Linked DNA regions of Mustela erminea: region 1 is linked to region 2. A link is a contact called in public Hi-C data. All regions are on one chromosome and are shown on one strand. The core of a region is the stretch at or near the end of the contact, and the rest is flanking DNA. Distances in the headings are between cores, read along the strand shown.

Region 1 (5,024 bases), core at 1,321-3,820, 88 kb before region 2:
ATAACATAGGACATATCCCCAAAATGTAGCAATCAAGTTCAACGCAAACAACAACTGATTTATTTCAATACTTAAATGGAGGAACAGACTGTCATTCTTAACCTAAATTCTCAAATAACTTAAAAATAATAAATACATCACTCAAGATACACCTTTTGACAGCTTTTCCATTCTTAACTTTTTCTTAGTCCTTACCCAAATGTCTATGGTTGTTAACTCCCACTTTTGAGACCTCACACTTAAAAATGCCTGACTAGACACTGCCTACCCCAACAGCGTACTAATTCCTTAAAAATTCTAGACTCTTTTTCTCTACTACTAAGAAAAACAACACAAGTTTACTGGAGACTGTACATTTTTGTTACATCCTGTCAGACTTACTAAGGAGGCAAAATACGAAGGATACCACTGAAACTTAACCTACTTTAAACTGTGCAAAGTCCCTGGTTTGAAATACTCAAAACATATTAAGAAAAATAAAGTATATTTGGCCAAATACTTACTTGACTTTTGGCTTAAACTAAATATGCATAAGCAAGTTTTTTAATAGAGATATAAGAAACAAAATCCAAGAAAACATCTTTGGTGAAAAAATATAAATTATTCTAGTAAAACAGCAAAATACCTTCTTGCATGAAACTATGTAAACTCAACCAAAAGGCAACTGAGGATACGGTTTTCTTTTACCACAATTTTAAAATCATATTTATTACTGGTACACACACAGAGTTCTCCCATCATTTTGTAGATGAGAAAGAACAGTTACTAAATGATAATCGTGATCATAGTCAAGGGTGTCCCTATGGTACTTAATTCAAGAACTGAAATTCTAAAAGTACCTAAACTCTTTCTTTAAATTTTCAAAACACTAAAAAAAAAAAGAAAATCTCTGAATCTAGGAAACATGGAATGCAAAACAACATACGTTTTGCAAAATATTTTACTCTACAAATAAAAATAAAAAACATATGAAACCAGTACCAAAGTCAATCAAAACTGTCTCAGTCTTAAGAGAGAAGATAGTTTAGAATTCTTAGTATAAGAATTCTTAGTATAAGCCTGGCGGTCTGTTTGTAAAAATCATCCTGTTCACATTTATAAAGACATACATACACACATACACACATACACACACACACACACACACATTTTTAAATACCTCATGACATCAACTTGTTAGAAAACTTCTGATACTGGCAAGTTGCATAAAGTTATTATCTATAGGCCATCTTGAATGAGTTATCTACCTAACCAACTAATTTTTCATAAATTTCAAATAAAAAAATAAATGAACAAAATAGTCACCACTTGACTTTTACTTCAAGAAAATACAGCTTTACTTGGGAACAAAGACATTTCAGGACAAACATTTTCCAACAAACTATAATTATTAATATTCCAAAGGTACAAACACTTCTTTAGCAAATACTCCTCAAAAGCCGGTGTACCAACACAGGTGTGGGTGGTGATGTGTGTTGTTCCAACAGAGCCGCTGGATGTTGGAATGTGCTCGCGTGTAACACGGGAAGCAGAACTTAAACCAAGCCTTCAAGCCTGAAGGTCACATGGAGCGGCTCCGCTCATCTCTGATCTATGGCACTACAGCGGGTCTTCGAAATCACATCTCTTCGGGAAATGGAGACAAAAATCTCACCGGTTTAGATCTGCATTAAATTTATAGTCCGTCTAACCCTCAAGTGGGAGCTGTTCCCAAACATTCTCCACCAACTACTATCACAAAATTTTTTAACTATTATGTCATGCTATCTGAAGAACATGACAGTTTTGGGAAAGCCCATGTTTAGTAGCTTCCTTTGCTTGTACCACAGGGAGATGAAAACAAATCCCCGAGATCACCACCTTCCAGTTCTTGTTGACCTAAGACGTTTGTTTGACTATCTCCTCCCCTTTTCAAGAGTGATTTCCAAAGACCGGGAAGGAATGCTTCCACCAATAAATACCTTTCAGCTGAATGTGTGTTATTCCGCCATGCGTTAGGCGTGAGCAGTAATCCATTTTGCTCATCACAGAATTGTTCAAAATCTCTTACTATAGACCTCTAAACGTAAGTTCTTCCTCCTAAATTCCACCTTAAACCAAGGCAATAATTGAATCGCACGGTTTTACTCTTGGGAAAATATCTGCCAAAAACTTAGCCAAAAAAAAAAAAAAAAATCTTGAATAATTGGTATCTATACCTTCATGGCACATCCATTTAAATGTACGTACCATACCCATTATTTGAGTCTCGGTTATAAACACATGGTACACGGACCATCTATCTGCCTATCTACAGACTGATGAGAGTGGACAGCTTACTCACGGTAACTCCCCTGCGACATTAAAGCCCAGCGCCCACCTCCAGGGAGCTTAGTGAAAAATACAAACTCACCCCATTCCAGGTATTCAAGAATGTTCTTCTCTCTTCGCAGCGGAGAATTATTGCATTCATCATAAAGGCAGATGAGTATATCCAACAGCGTCTCCACACTGAAGCACTGCCCATTGGTCTGAGCGGGCCCGTCCAAGATGAACTGCTCCAACTGCCTCAAACGCACTTCCCCGGACATGTTTGCTTCGGGGTCCGCCGCTTTTCCCTTCAGTGAGTATTATGGTTTGCACTACGAGTGTGGGATTCTAAATGTTACAAGGTGCAGTTTTAAAAATAAACCCTTCGTCCCGCACACCACTGTCGTGCACGGCAGGTACGGAATGACACCCCGACACGCCAGGAAGCTCCCGTCACCGAAGCGTCTTCGATTCCGCACAGATGCATGTATCGGGAGGGAAAGTTACCATAAAATAGATCTCTAAAACATCTTAAAAAGAATAATACAATTAAGTCGTATATTTAAATAAAATAATAATTAAAAGTACAGCGAACCAAAGAGTCAGGACTTCTTTAAAAAAAGAAGAAGAAGAAGAAGAAAACAAAATACAACTCTTCTCCTTCATTCAAAATTCAGCTCGTGCAACACAATCCCGCAACGAATCCGGCTGCATCATTAATGAATCGGGTCCGATCCGCATCAGCAATTCACTTCCCGGGAAGGAGGAAGACGGAAAAGGGAGGAAAGCCCCAGAAGGTACATGGGGGAGGGAAAAGCTCGGCGCTGCTGCAAAGGCGGCCGCCCGCCGCTGGGAGAGCGCCCCGGCGGCGGCGGCGGCGGCGGCGGCGGCGGCGGCGGCGGCGGCGGCGCGGCGGCGCGGCGGCGGCGGCGGCCGGGGAGGGGGCGAGGTCCCCGAGGCAGCCCCTCGGCTCGCCGCCCGCCCGGTCCCGCCCGGAGGACGCTCTTCCTTTCTCCTCCCGGCGTCCTCCTCCTCACGGCTCCGCGGCGAGTCGTCTCTCCCGCGGATTCCGGTCGAAACTCCTCATCTCCCTCGCAGCGTCTGCCGGGGCCTGACGCGCGGCGCGGCCGGGACGGGAGCGCGGGCTGCGGCGGCGCTCGCCCCGGCTCCGGGGGCTGCGGCTACTCGGCCGCCCGCGCCCGCCCCATGGCGGGGGTCGCCGGCCGGGGGCCTGCGCCGCGCGGGGCGGACAGCCGCTCTCCCCCCTCGGCCGCCCCAGGCTCCCGACGCCCTGGCGCGGGGCGGGCGAGGGGTTGGGGGGGTCCGGATTCAGAGGACGCTGGCGGCTCCTTCTCCCCCTTCTTCACGCCCCGGGGCTAAGGGCATCTTTCCCCGACGAGGCGCAGGAGGAGGGGTGGGTGCCGCCGCTGAGGCGAGCAGAGGCTGCGGCAGCCCGGCTCGCAGCCACTCCCTTCCTCTCCGTCCCACCCCTCCCCCGCCTTCCCGGCCTGGCGCGCTCGCGCCCTGGGCTCCGCGAGGCTCCCCCAGCCCCCGCCGCGCGCGCGCCGGCCCGAAGCGCGCCGCCGCGCCCGGATCCAATATGGCGACCCGGCCGCGGGCGCGCGCGAGCGCACCGCCCCCTCCGTGCGCCGTCCCCCTCGAGTCCGAGTCCGCGGGCCCAGCGGGGGTCGGTCCCGCGCCCGCGCGGAGCAGAGCGGAGGCCTCAGCGGGCCGCGGGCCGTTGCACCCCCATCCCAACAGGACGGCCGGAGCCGGCGGGGCCGTGGCCACCGCGACGTGGAACGCAGGGATGCAGGAGGACCCGCGGAGGCCTCTCGTGCGGACCGCCAGCGGGCCTGGCCCGGCGCGCTCGGAGCACCACCTGCCTCGCGCGTTTGCTCTGGGTTTGGGGGTGGAGGGGCGCCCTCCAGGAGCAGCCGGCGTCAGGCTTCCCCCCGACCTGCGGAGGACCGTGCCTCTCTTACCGCCCCTCACCTGCGCACCACCCGCCCCGCCAAATGCGGTGCCTGAGCTCAGCCGACTGGCAGTTCCCCGGGTGTCTAATTACACCGCTTCGTGTGTCATTCCCAGGACAAATGCAGGGACACACTTGTGGGCGCTACCGTCCTATTCGGGAGAGTGTGTGCCAAGGGCACAATGCCCATCTCTCCTCCCGAAACTTTCCCTGCGCGCACCACTGGCTTTCCTCCTCCGGAACCACTCCAGCTGCTGCCTGCTCGTCCCCCGCCAGGGGTTCAGCAGATGCGGGGAGTCCGGACCGGGCTCCGTGGGCTTCGAACCTCCGGCCCCCGCGTGCGCGCACACGCACACATGCGCGCGCCCCGCACGTGTGCCCCAGTGGCACTGCAGATGCTGGGCAGCAGCGGCAAGTCGTTCGGCTGCCACGGCCCCTGACGCATTGAAGCATTTAGGGTCTTCCAGGTGTTTTCTAGTCTTGATTTCAGAAGAGACCTGTTTACTAATTTCTCATGGAAGGCCCCGCAGTGCAATGTATCACCAAACTGGGTCACTGCGTTTCTGTCATTTCCTCTCAAAATTGCCATCTCCTTTATAATTTTCCTCTGAAATATAATTATTTTATATTCCTGCCTATGCCCATGGGCCAGTTATGTTTTCTGCTAATGCCCACAACTGCATCTTTTTTACCTCTTAGTAATATGGAAGCTGAGGCGCAACTAGAAATGAAATCTAAGAAATGAAGGCTAACGGAAATC
Region 2 (5,724 bases), core at 1,048-3,547:
AAGGACAGATCATTCTGGCCTCCACACTCGGGTACTGGGAGGCTACTGGGAGGCCCTCCAAACACTTGGGTTCCCATCCTCCATTAAGAAACTGTTTCTGGGGGCACCTGGGTGGCTCGGTCGGTTGAGCATCTAGGTTCTGCTCAGGTCATGATCCCCGGGAGTCCTGATATCCAGCCCCCAGGGCTCCCTGCTCAGCAGGGAGTCTGCTTCCCCCTCTCCCTCTGCCCTTCCCCCTACTTGGCCATGAGCTCGCTCTCTCTCTCTCAAAAAAAATTTAATAAAATCTTTAAAAAAAAAAAAACAGAAACTATTTATGTCCTCTGTATGCATGGGTGACATAACGAGGGAACAGCATAAGTAGCAGTTAAAGTCAAGGGCTCTGGAGGGGTGCCTGGGTGGCTCAGTCAGCTAAGAGTCTGCTTTCAGCTCAGGTGATGATCTCGGGGTCCTGGGATTGAACCCCACGTGGAGCTCTATGTGCCGTGCAGTGTCTGCTTGTCTCTCTCTGCCCCTCTCCCTACTTATGCGTTCTCTCTCTAAAATAAATAAATAATTCTTAAAAAAAAAAAAAAAGGCAAGGGCCTGGAGACAAGATAAAGAGTCTAACGGAAAAGACAAGTAGCCAAGAACACCAGGAGGGGACTTGGAGTAATCAAATTGACGATCGGTAGTCTCAGTGGAGGGCAGGCACCAGCCATGCTACTGGGGAGCTCAGCCCACCATTCCACCAGCCCTGCTGAATCTGAAGCTGTGGGGATGAAGCTCAGCACCCTCTTTTGAGCCTTCCAGAAGGTTCTGCTGGGCCCTCCAGTTTGAGAATCCCTGACCTGGATAGATGCCCATTGGGAATTTCTCAGCAGCCAAGAGAAAAAGAGATGGTTACCCCAAATCCTTCAGCAACCCCACAGAGGTGGGACTTGATGGGGAAGGCTATCTTGGCAAGAGAAAGATCCTACAAATAGAAATGAATTGGGCGCCTGGGTGGCTCAGTGGGTTAAGCCGCTGCCTTCGGCTCAGGTCTTGATCTCAGGGTCCTGGGATCGAGTCCCGCATGGGGCTCTCTGCTCAGCAGGGAGCCTGCTTCCTCCTCTCTCTCTCTCTCTGCCTGCCTCTCTGCCTACTTGTGATCTCTCTCTGTCAAATAAATAAAGTCTTAAAAAAAAAAAAAAGAAAGAAAGAAATGAATTGACCTCAGAGAAAACAATCAAAGACATAACAACATCTCTTTGCTGACACCAGGCTAATTTGTAGCGCTTCTAGAATATGGTTTAAGGACTAAGAATATATTCATAGGTGGGGCGCCTGGGTGGCTCAGTGGGTTAAAGCCTCCGCCTTAGGCTCAGGTCATGATCCCAGCGTCCTGGGATAGAGCCCGGGCTCTCTGCTCTGCAGGGAGCCTGCTTCCTCCTCTCTCTCTGCCTGCCTCTCGGCCTAATTGTGATCTCTGTCTGTCAAATAAATAAAATCTTTAAAAAAAAAAAAGAATATATTCATAGGATATTAAAAACAATGTACAATATGGATCCAAATATGTAAAATGTATGTGTATATCAGTTCATATATAGGAAAAACATTGAAAAATTACATATGAAAATGTTAACAGCGATCATTTCTCCCCCAACCAGTGATGGATTATGGATAGTTTTTATTTATCCCTTAAGCTTTTTTGTTTACGCCCCCAACTTTTCCATAATGAATAGGTATTCTTATAACCAATTTTTTTTTTTCAGTGCAGTGGCAAGCTTGTTGGGTCAAACAGTCCTTTAAACAAATGTGTAAGGCCCTCTGCAGAGGCCAGCTCTCCAAGAATTTATGTCACACAGATAATTAACACCACCTGTTACACTTGGGCTAAAAGGGGGCCTGAACAACAACGAAAACGGGCACTGTGAAACTCATCAGCCCCAGTTCAGACCCGCACAGCAGGGAGAGCCCCCCACCCCCACCCCCATCCCCGCCCCGCCCGCGGCACCTGCCGCCTCAGTGGCTGGGCGCCCCGCGAGCGAGGAACTGGGGTGCTGGGCATTCTCAGCTGCCGCGGGGCCCAGGCCCCTCCGCGCGGCTTTGCGCAGAAGCCCGAGGCCTTTCGGATTTTACACCCCGATTTCCAGCCGGAGCTAAGCTAGAGACAAACACGCAGCCAAACAAAAACACTGAAAGAGCCCTTAAAAGCCTGGAAAGGAAGAAAGGACAATGAAACGTGATGTAAGAGCCACTGAACGGCCAGTGACTCAGCGCTCCTGCCCCATCAACACCAGCTGCAGCCCGCGGACGGACACACACACACACACACACACACACACACACACACACCCGCCCGCAAACGCGCGCACGCGCGCGCTGTGCAAACGTCCCAGCGCCTAGAGCGGAGCAAAAATTCCAGCCCTTGCGCGGCGCCGCCGACAAGACCCCAAGATCTCCGCAGCCGCCGCCCCGGCAGCATGCTTACGGGTGTTTGTTGCACGTTAATTCCGCTTTCTATTAACATCTTTTATCCAGACTCCATCCCCGAGGAGCTGGACGCGTGTCCCCGGGAGCAGAGTCAGCAAACAGGAACCAGTCCCGGCCTGCAAGCCCGGCGGTCTCTCCCTCCGCCTCGGACACGTCCCAGGGCGCGATCTGGTTAGTGGGGTCGGTCGGAGAGCTGGCTTCTGCAGGAGGCTGGGCCGGGAGGTGCCGGGAGGGTGCGTGTTCGATCCCCACCCCTTGTGAGCCAGGGAGGGGGCTGGGAGAAGATTCGCACAGACCACAGATGGGAGTGGGAATCTGTCCCAGGGGATGTTTGACTCAGGCGGTGACTCCGTCTGCAAACGTCTCCTCTTATTGAAAGTTGCATTTTTAAACTCAGCCTTTACCACAGTTCAGAGTCGGTTGAAGTGACCCCTCCCATGGAGTCGCCTGGGGCTGGCCCGGCTCCTCCCAGCGGCTCCGATACCGCAGGGCCCGCCCCCAGGGGCTCTGCGGAGGAGGCTGGGCCCAGAGGCCGGCCGCTCCCTTCCAGCACCAAACCCACAACGCACCGGCGCGGCTCTTCAGACTCGATCCAAAAGCAGCTTTATTTTTGTCACCCGCGGCTCCTTCAAAATATTTCACAGGGATCGCTCGCTCCTGCCCTTCAATGAAAAAACCCCATGAACTCCAGAATTTTTTCTGCTGGCTCTGAGGTATGAGGTCATCCTATGGACGGAGGTTCAAATCAGAAACACAGTCTTGTTTCAGAAATTAGGTGCTGGGCCAAGAATCCAGCAGAGTGACACTATAAGATTCATTCCAAGGTGGGGCTTCACAGCAGTCCTCGCCCCGCTGAGTGGGAGGGAGCAGGGGTCAGGGGACCCCATGACACATAGTTGAATGGACTCTTTCCTGGGTCTGCTTGTTGGTTTGTTTCAGCCTCATTTAGGCACCCAGATGCCATCCTCAGATTGTTGGCTGCCCCCCCAACACACATTACCCTCTAAACCCCCACCAGGCTTTCCTTATCCCCTTACGTCTCAGGCCAACTCTTGGATCAAATTCCAGACCTGGGCTGGCCTGCTGCCTCCATCCCCAGTCCCATGCAGGTTGGTCCCCGCTCTCTGCGGGGTGCAGTTCTTGCCCAAATGAAGCCCTGTTTTCTTTTTTCTCTACTTCCTCCCACTGCCAAGACTGCTGCTGGAGCTCTCTGAGCCGCTCCGAAAACGCAGGTCCCAGGGTGGGCCTTCTCTCACAGGACCTGAGCTGCCCCAGCCCCATCCCTCCTGGAGAGGCCAGTGCAGTCATGGCTTTCCTAACAAATGCCCCCGCCCTCCTTTTTCTGGAACCTTCTCTATCCCTTCACAGGTGAGGGTTTCTAAGGGCTGTGAAAACCAGGTTCTGGACATTTCCTTTGAAAAGCTGCATATGGTCTGTGCGACACGTGCCTCAAATGACTATACTATTCAACCAGCCACTGGCGTGGGGCACGTGAGAGTCGTCTATAAGGTGGGAGTAATACCATCGGCCCTCAGGAAGTGTCCAGGCATGCCACTCTGAGTACATGGCCCTCACATGAAAACAGTGTTAGTATTCACCTATTAATGGTGTTACCAACTCGCTTCGAGTTCAGCTTCTCATCATTTTGAGATCATATCTCATAGAGTATGGAAAACTAATGCATACTTTTTTATTTTTTAATTTTAATTTTTTAAAAGACTTTATTTATTTACTTGAGAGAGAGAGAGAGACCATGAGCAGAGTCAGGGGCAGAGGGAGAAGCAGGCTGCCCGCTGAGCAAGGAGCCTGAAGTGGGGCTCGATCCCAGGACTCTGGAATCACGACCTGAGCCCAAGGCAGACTGTCAACTGAGCCACCTCTGCATATTTTTAAATTTGCATTTTCAAGTAAAAGCTATAGTTTGTAATTCTTAATATTCAACAGTAAGTATTATGACACCATTAAAAAAAATACCATCTGACCTCCTCACCTCCTAGACCTGTCTGGATTTGGAATAAGACCAGAGAAGCTCTGGTAACTCGCATCTGTCAGTGGTGGGCTGGAGCTGCTGTGTGTCTTCCCAGCTCCCAAGTTCTGGAATATCACACTGGTAGCTTGCGATTGGCCATGGGGAGGGTATTTCTGCAGCGGAATTGAGCAAATGTCGCAAGTTAGAGCTTTCTCTCACTTCCCCACCCAAAGCTGATTATTAAACACTCACCCACATACCACTGCATGCAATTATAATGCAATAAATTTTATTGCTATATATGGTCTATATCTGGAGGCCCCACGTGACATGGCTGAAGATAAGGCCCCCGGGTAGAGCCGTGATAAAGAAGAGAGCAGAATGAAGGCTCCGCCTCCCATAGGAATATCCCTGGTAGTGTGGCCCCAGACATGTGCCCAGGGGCAGGACAATAGGGTTCTCAGGGCCTGAGGAAGCACCTGCTTTCTGGGAAAAGTGATTTCCTAACAGATGGGGGAGAAAGGTGGGTGTGTGTTCCTCAGAGTGGGAACACAGACGGCTGGCTAGAGTGGCCCCGGGAGGCAGGGCGGCCCTATTTTCAGGCCTAAACCCATCTCCACTCCTGCAGGTCCTCCCTGATGCCGGGATGCTGGCAAAGACACTGCGGCCCCACGAGGAGCATGGCCTCTGTGGCCCCAGAGCTGGGCTCCCCTCTCTAGCGCCTGAAGACAGCAGAATCTAGGATAGTGAGGCCACTCCACAGGAAGGGAACAGAGGGGGCGTCAGTAGCCATCTGGGATGGCAGAAGCCTTCCTGGGAGCTGGCAAGGGTAGGTCAGGTGAAGGGGGTGGTGTCTAGGATTTTGCTCCTCTGGCTTTGACATCTTACCCCAGGGTGGTGAGGATGGGCCTGACTCAGAGCCCAGGGCCAGGCAGGTGAGCACCCCAGGCTCAGGGTGTGCCGGGCTGGTTCCTGACAGTGACAATTACAACAGAAAGGGGCGGTGCGTAACAGCCTGTCGCTGAGCAGCAGCAACAGGGGCCCTTGGCAGTGACCCAGTGAATGACAGTTCCACAGGGCCCGTGTCCTAAAGGAGACTGAATGTGGTGGGGGCAGGGGGGCGGTGAGGAGTGAGAACCCAAACAGGTGAATGGCATCTGCAGAGCTACACCCCCGGGGCCCATCGGAGATACCATCTGTCACCCTGGTTCCTAAGGTGGAAAACTCCTACATGCAAAGCTGCTCTGTTTTCTCCATTGCTGAGGATTTTGTTTTCTTCTTGGACTATCTTTACAGAAACT

The links. Hi-C and Micro-C count contacts between places; a contact is called where the count stands out from the background.
Region 1: a contact with region 2 is called in a Hi-C map of spleen, with 5 times the contacts expected there. The contact joins the promoter of CDC42BPA here to the enhancer-like site in region 2. A contact is called at or near these places in 2 of 3 Hi-C or Micro-C datasets (skeletal muscle and spleen).

Annotation. Positions count from the first base shown.
Region 1 is chr17:11,699,760-11,704,783 of mMusErm1.Pri, reverse strand. It overlaps CDC42BPA (serine/threonine-protein kinase MRCK alpha), which reads right to left and starts at 2,570. Exons shown (of 36, transcript XM_032317326.1): 1 at 2,393-2,570. The coding sequence starts at 2,570.
Region 2 is chr17:11,611,049-11,616,772 of mMusErm1.Pri, reverse strand. No RefSeq gene overlaps it. Among named protein-coding and RNA genes, the nearest start is that of AHCTF1, 49 kb to the right of the region's middle. Within about 2 kb of position 2,297, the one cell type or tissue checked has open chromatin away from gene starts, as enhancers often do.